Linked DNA regions of Anser cygnoides: region 1 is linked to region 2. A link is a contact called in public Hi-C data. All regions are on one chromosome and are shown on one strand. Each heading gives the region's core, a stretch centred on a gene start, on an enhancer-like site or on the middle of the called end of the contact. The rest is flanking DNA. Distances are from core to core; before and after follow the strand shown.

Region 1 (3,726 bases), core at 488-2,987, 140 kb after region 2:
ATTACATGAACTTGCTATAAATTTACTTATATGCTACACTCCGTGTTCTCCGATAATTTTCATCCAATTGCACCTTCAGTGACATTTTCAACCCCCTTCTTCCTCTTCAAGTCAATTGAAACTACGTAGAAGAGGTAACTACAGCTCAATTTTCCAGGCAGCCTCCACATAAATATGGGTACAACAAAAAGCAGGTGTGCTGGGACTGGAGCGTCATCTCACTGTGGATAAAGAGAAACTTCGCTTGCAGGAAGCCAGGTACTTAGGGTCTTACGGATTTCCTGAAAGAATTTCTACTTGTATCCATGAAAATGGATCTTTCTGGGTGATGGTCAGTGGCGGTGCCCATCCCTTTGTGGAACAATCTGTACGGAGAAAAATTCTTCAAGATGGTTTACACTTTCAATAGGTACCACTCGACAGTATTCCTCAAATTCTGGATTGTAATTAAGAAGTTTGTTAAGTTTAGTGCTGCTGGTCATAATTGTCTTTTCCTGGAAAAATCAGGAGGCCATGTAAGATTGGACACAGCACTGGGGGTACTGAGAGATGTTGTCTGTTCTAGTATCTAGCTGCCATCCCTGAACCTCCACCCCATTCCAGCTTTTTGGAAAACAAGGGTAACTAAACCACTGATATTCTTTCTGAAAAGTCCCAGTAATGCAGCAATAATGAGCATTAGGTGTCAGCTAGGGATTGTTATTCTCCACTGCCAAATCATATTTTTTGTGTATTGTACAAGAGAAAGTGGCTTTAAATCCACTGCAAGAGTGGCCTTTTATGATGTAATTAAATTAAGTAAAAGGATTAGTTGTCCAAAATTAGTTCCACCACAACAGTCAATTACAAATCACTTGGAAAACAACTCAAACTTGCAAAGGATGATTTTTTTTTTTCTTAAGAAATGATGATGTCTTGGATTCTTAATTGCTTTGTGCATTCAGAGATGTAAGTATTTCTGTGATTGCAGAAATACATAAAACATCTATACGAGTACTTCTTCCCCTCCTCATAAAAGGCATTTTTACAGACACCAGAGCTGTTCCTTAAACAACACTATCAACCAAATAAAAGGCTGACAGAGAATTGAAGCAACCTGAGTGGGCTCGAGACAACGTTATCCTCCATGCATAGCAGACACAGACCAGCTCAGCCCCTACCACCCATCAGTTCTGCACCTCTTCCTTAACACGTCTTCCATCACCGCGAGCATCCCCAGTGTATTAAAGAAAGCTACCCAGGGTAATCATGAATGCCTTGGGAGACTGATGCAGTGTCATGACAACGCAAAGTAATTATGCCTTTTTAATAAACATCAGAAGTGCTACTTTTTTAAACCCTATGAAGCAGTACTTTTATCCCAATGTTGCCTGTTCAGTAAAGATTTCAATACGCTGGCACAGAGTTAAGCTACTCAGGATGGGGTTCTGTTGCCTAAGCCAGGCCTCCAGTGCTATGAGAAGCGATGGAGACCCCCCCCAGGGACTGGCAGATGTGCCAGCAGGCCCCAGAAGACACCCACCCTTCTGGAGCAGTAGCTGGAGGCCAGGCAGCCCATCTGGATGGCCAATCCATAGGGTGGAGTAAATTTTCCTGCCCCCAGGCTTTGCAGTGGTGTTTTTATACCCACCTCCCAGTTCTGCAGTCACCAACTCATGAGCATTTGCATTTGGGCTTCCTTTCAAGCACACAAGTAGTCCCTGAGGTCAACATAAGGGAGGTTTGGTGGAAGAGTTATGCCTAAACGTAAAAATCCTCCAGATCAAGATTTAAGAGCCGTGGCCTTTGAGCCCTCACTCATCACAGCTCTCCTGTTGACCTTGTGAAACACTGGTGAGATCAGCTACATGCAGAAGTGCTAGCAGTCACAGGAGCTGAAATTTGTTTGCAGCATGTGACTTTCAGCCAAAGGTACAAACCCATAATTATTACAATATAAAGGATAAAGACCATGGGATGAAGAACAGATTCATTTATAGTCTTGAAAAAATATCCGGAAAGACAGCTTTATGTTCTGCCACTGCCTCCTATTTGAAGGCAGAAAGGCAGGAAAATCTGCAATAAAAACTCTTGATTTCACAGAGGCTACCCCAGAAGAGGAGAGTCATAGGGGAGCACAGTGCGCTCGATATTTTTGCATCTTGGTGCATAGCCAAGACATACACAGAAGCCAAAATAGAGCATGCTAGGGACGAGCTCCTGAACAGCTCCAAACTGCACCACCAGGGACTACCTCCGCTCTACACTGCGCTCCTGGGCCAAGCAGAGGCGATAATTTATTGTACAGCTGGAGGGATTGTTACACCTTGAAGAGCTGATCGATTAGTTTTTCTTTAGAGGTAGGCACATGAAACTTTCACTAAAGCAGATGGACCTGCATGCTTATGCCAGGCTTTGCCATGAGGGTTATTTGGTGATTTTATACCGAAGAACTGCATTTCTGTCCTACAAAGATGCAGTAGTATCCAAATCCTTTTCCCAACAGCCCTTTATAAAGTTACCGTGTGTTCTGAGGACATCACATGTCAATGCACTTGTATCACCTCATAATTAGCTGTAATTACTATATGATGGTTTCCAGACTTAAGCACAGTTAACCATTAACCTGTGTTTGCAGACTGTATTTGCTGAACAGCATGCCGTGTTCCTTCATTCCCCAAAGCTATGTCATCGTTCAGTGACAGACCTTATCAGAGTGGCCAACTAAAACAGTTTTTGTGGGGATGAGGGGAAAAGGCCACAGATATCTAGTTATTACTTATATGTATTTTTAAATGTATTAATCAAACATGACAGTTTTCTCTAAAAGCTTGTCAAGAAACAAAACAAATGAACATGGGTACTGCTAGCTTTCATGCTTTCTGAATGAAACATTCAAATATCCAATTCCATTCTTTGTGCATATAGAAGGCTAAGAAAAAGGGGAATCAAAACAACTCAAACTCCCAGTTAAGATTTCCTTACTGTGCCTAATCTGTATATGTACACATCTGTAAGGGGGGAATAAAAGATGTACTTTGAGTCTCCACCATAGCATAACTGTAATTTAGTTGTTCCTTCCATAACAATGAATATATTGTTAACTCTTCCATCGGCAGGTTTGTAAAGCATTTGGAGTAAGATTCAGCTGTTGTGAAAAAATACAATATAAAGAATACTGTACTCAGTATCTATTAACCATTCTAGCAATAAAGATAATCAACAGAATGCCAAGGATGACAGAAGTTTTGTACACAGAAGAATGTTATGCTTCTTGAACCCTTTTTTTTTTTAAAGGAATAATACTTTTTGTTTGTGCAATCACATCTGTGGGACTTGCCCTGCATTACGCTAGAAATTGAAGTGTTACAGATCTCTGCCAACTTTAAGGAAAGTGCTTGATACACAATATACCATGAGATAAACTGAAATAATCTGTCAATCACTCACGTAATGGCCATTACATTCAGAGAAGCATCAAGTACTGTATTTGTATCAAGTACTGTATTTGAAGATTGCTTTGCTGCTCCTTTTCATTTGCTGGGGAAAAAACAAGAAGGATTTAGAAATTCAAGGCACTTGTCACCCGCCTGCCATCAGTATTCCACTTCAACACAGGACCTGTGGCAGCCTACCTCAGGCTGCAAGAGCCCTGCTGCAAACTGTTCACCTCTCTGGAAACTAAACCTATGACTTTAAACCTATGACTTCCAGCTGCTGCCACAGCAACTGAGCCTGAGAAAGACC
Region 2 (3,514 bases), core at 914-3,413:
GTGAATTCAGGCTTTGGTCTTTTGTAATGCTTAGAAGCCCATTAATATTTATAAATGTCACTTTAATCCCTTTTTTGCCCTCTTGCCCAGGCAGGATCTCTCATAAGAAAATTTTGTTGCCTTTTTTCTTTTTTTTTTTTTTTTTTGACAAACTGTGGTAAGTTCATGGCTGAGCTTGTTCTAAAAATGTCATGTTCTGTAGAGCTGTGATGTATAGCTTTGGTAGCCTGCCTCTGCCCCCAAGATGGTTCTGAGTTAGATCTTAGGCCTGGAGGAAAGGACATGGAGCCTATTCTCAGCCCTGCCACTGGCTGATTATGCGACTTTAGTCAGTTCATTTAACCTCAGCATGCTTTGGTTTCCAGATCAAAGAAAAAAGAAGGGGTAACATCCTCCTTTGTGACTGCTTTGCGGTGCTGGAAGAACAAAGTATCACCTATGATGTTGCTATTGTACTGTGATTTCTGGATGCAGATGGTTTCTGTGAGTGTTGTGACACGGGGCAACACTTATGTCGAGCGAGCCCATGAACACAGAGGTCAGGCCACTGCTGAGGGAGACAGCTCTCACAGCCAGTTTGACAAATCTATCTACAGATACCCTTTGCTTTAGGCACGCAGGCTTTTATGTCACTCTTCAGGATTTTCCTGCCAGCAAGGGCCGTTGCTGCCTCCTGTGCACTGTTTTGTGTGTGTGCTTCATGCCTGTAGCAGCTTCAGTTGCTGCACACAGATAACGGATGATCAATGGCACTCCAAAGAGCTGTAAACCAGCATAAAATGGCAGATTGGTGCCTAGTAATGGCAGTAAAATAGCTGCCTAATTTAAAGAGGAAAACTGTGCCTCGCAAGTCATAAATGAGGGACTCATGCACAGTTTTCAAAATACATGAATTATTGCTGTAGGGGCACTTGGGCCCACTACGCAAGTTCGAGATGGGGCTGGCTTTTCACAGCTTTCGAGGTGTTCCTGTGGCAAGCTGTTAGAGCATGCGGGGTTTGCTTTGCACACCTAGCTTGGAAAGGAGAGCAGAACTGCCTAACATTTCTCTCAGTAGGAATCCAGAGCCTCTGAGCTGCCTTGTGCTGCATAATCCAGTTTCCTGAAATTCTCAGCAAGGAGAGGCATCGCTGACCTCTCTCAGCAGCAGCAAGCAGAGCACACCTAGCTAGACGGCATAGCTCCCTCCAGAAAACCAGGGAAACTGCATGCACGGAGAGTTATTTTGGGGGGATTTGTGAAACCCAGCTCAGTAGTATAGGAGGCAGCACCTGCCTTAAAGCAGCACCCTCTCACGCAAGACTCCTGGCTGCATGAGATTTCCAGCGAGCTCTGTTTTGCTCGGAGGCGAGCGTGGGTGCGTTACGCGCTACCTTAGCAACAGACGCATGCTGCAGCTGTAGCCTTCTGCTCTCTGCAGCAAGAGGAGAGCATCCCCACAGCTTTCTGACAGGCGACATGCTGCGCGGCTCTCCACAGAGCTGTCACTGTCCCCAGCGCCTGCCTGCGGCTCGCAGCATCCTGGCACTTGGTCCGGGCACAGATGCGAGAGCTACAGCTCAAACAGACACGCCTGCCCCGCTGGCTTCCACTCGAGCCCGCTTCTTCAGGCCTCCAGAGAACATCATCTGAGTCACTTTGGCAGGAGCGGGATCAGCTGCTTCGCGCCATCCCCCTCCACCGGTTCTGGAGTCAGATGGCTCCCGCTGCTCAAGGCTTTTTACTAACGTCGAGTGCCGGAGGGTGTCTGCGCGCTTTATGGGATTTCGGGAGAAAACAAACAGAGTAGGCAGGGCACGGGTAATCACTTCAAGAGGGCTGGGGGAACACTTCAAGAGAGTCAGAAAGGGGAAGGGGGGTGGATCTTCCAAGTCAGTGCTGATGTTAGGGCTAGGGAGATGTTGTAAGAGCGTGTGAGGCATTAACGAAATTCAGTTCCTCAGAGAGTTTTGCTTCTGCCCTGGTTCTCACCGATCCACCCCCTGTTGAACCTTGGGACTTTAACAGATGTGTATGCGTGTACATATTTGCGCGTGTGTCCTCGACGGGTGCCCGTCCGCCCGCCGCCCCGGCCATTTGAGCAGCCCCCGCGCTTCGTGCAAGGCGTGCGGGCCTGGGAGAGGAGCCCCGGCCGCGGGCGCTGACGGAAAGCAGCGCGGGGGCGGCCGCCCCCACCCCCACCCCCACCCCCCGCCCACAGGACGGCCGGCCCTGCCCTTCCCCACAGGGGCGGGGAGGCGCCGCCGGCAGGGCGGCGGCCGTTGGCGACCGTTAGGGGCGCGCGACGGGATCGCAACGGCCGCCCTCGCGCTCCGGCAGCCAATCAGCGCCGGCAGAGCGCCCCCCCTCCGCGGGGGGGCGGCCAATCGGCGTCGGCAGAGGGTGTCCCCGCCTCGCGCCTGGCCCCGCCCCCCGGCGGCTGCGGCGGCCAGCGGCGGAGGAAGGCGCAGTTCCGCTCCGATCCGCTCCGCTCCGCTCGGGTCCCCGCCGCCATGTGGCTGCCGGCCGCCTGCCCGCTGCTGTTGCTGCTCGGCGCCCTGCGCCACGGTGAGTCTTGAGGGGCTGGGAGGGGGGGGGGGGGGGGGAGCTGGGGAAGCGCTGCAGCTTTTAATTGCGCGTGTGGGTAATCCTTGTGAGGGGCTGGGGAGTAGTTTCTGCGCGTTCCCTTGCTGGGCTGTGGGTGCCGTTGGTTTTGTGAGGTGCGGTTTTAAAAGTGCCGCGAGGGGCCCTGAAAATAAACCTTGCCCCCGCAAAGTGCCCTCGTGCGGGATACCTGGTTAATAAGTTAATTATAAGCCTTGGTGTTCGGTTGTAACCCGGTGATCGTACGAAAATATAACAGCACAGTTCCAGTGCTGGAGGCTTTCTAAATTTGATCCAAGGCCGCTGCTTTCGAAAAACCTGGGCTACCCCAGTGACGCAACTCTTCTGAAATTTCCCTTCCCCTTGTTGAATTTAGTCACCAGACCCATACCCCGGTTCCAACCTCCTCCAGGCGTGACTGTCAGCAGTTCTCTGAAGTCACAGGGGCTGCCCCGCGCTCCGAGTGGCAGTGGCGTGGTCTCGTCATACCGCGCCGGCCTTTGCTCACTTTCCGTCTTTATCAGGCAAATATGTCAAGCATTCTGAATCACCAGTGCCACTGAGGATTTTGGGAACGATCACTGCTAGGATTACTGGTCAACTAAGCCATCGGTTTGTACGAGTGATGAAAAACAGGAAATTAAAAGGCTTCATACTTTGCAGTCGAACGAGTTTAATTGACTTCCTTCTTCCAGCTCCTGGTGTGATTTTAGTATTGATGTTACTAATTGTTGATGTTCTCAGGAACTGGAGGATGGCTTTTTGTTTCAGATAAAATCTTTAGGCCTTCCTTAAATAGTGGTCAGTGGTACGCTTTTGGAACGGTGCTGCGGTGTTGGAAAAGAGGTTAAAACCAGCAGCAATAACATAACATACGATTATTTTTATTACTTGCTTTTAATACCATTTGTGCGTTAAGCACCGTGGTTTA

Evidence for each region. Hi-C and Micro-C count contacts between places; a contact is called where the count stands out from the background.
Region 1: a contact with region 2 is called in a Hi-C map of liver, with 3 times the contacts expected there. The contact joins the enhancer-like site here to the promoter of CD47 in region 2. A contact is called at or near these places in 2 of 7 Hi-C or Micro-C datasets (both in liver).

What each region holds. Positions count from the first base shown.
Region 1 is chr1:92,488,339-92,492,064 of Taihu_goose_T2T_genome, forward strand. All of the region lies in intron 2 of BBX (BBX high mobility group box domain containing), which reads right to left. Among named protein-coding and RNA genes, the nearest start is that of BBX, 46 kb to the right of the region's middle. Within about 2 kb of position 1,738, at least 2 of the 3 cell types and tissues checked have open chromatin away from gene starts, as enhancers often do. A contact at or near this core is called in liver, where this site is marked.
Region 2 is chr1:92,348,085-92,351,598 of Taihu_goose_T2T_genome, forward strand. It overlaps CD47 (CD47 molecule), which reads left to right and starts at 2,164. Exons shown (of 11, transcript XM_067002547.1): 1 at 2,164-2,547. The coding sequence starts at 2,493. LOC106039141 (a long non-coding RNA gene) reads right to left here and starts at 121. Exons shown (of 3, transcript XR_001209075.3): 1 at 1-121.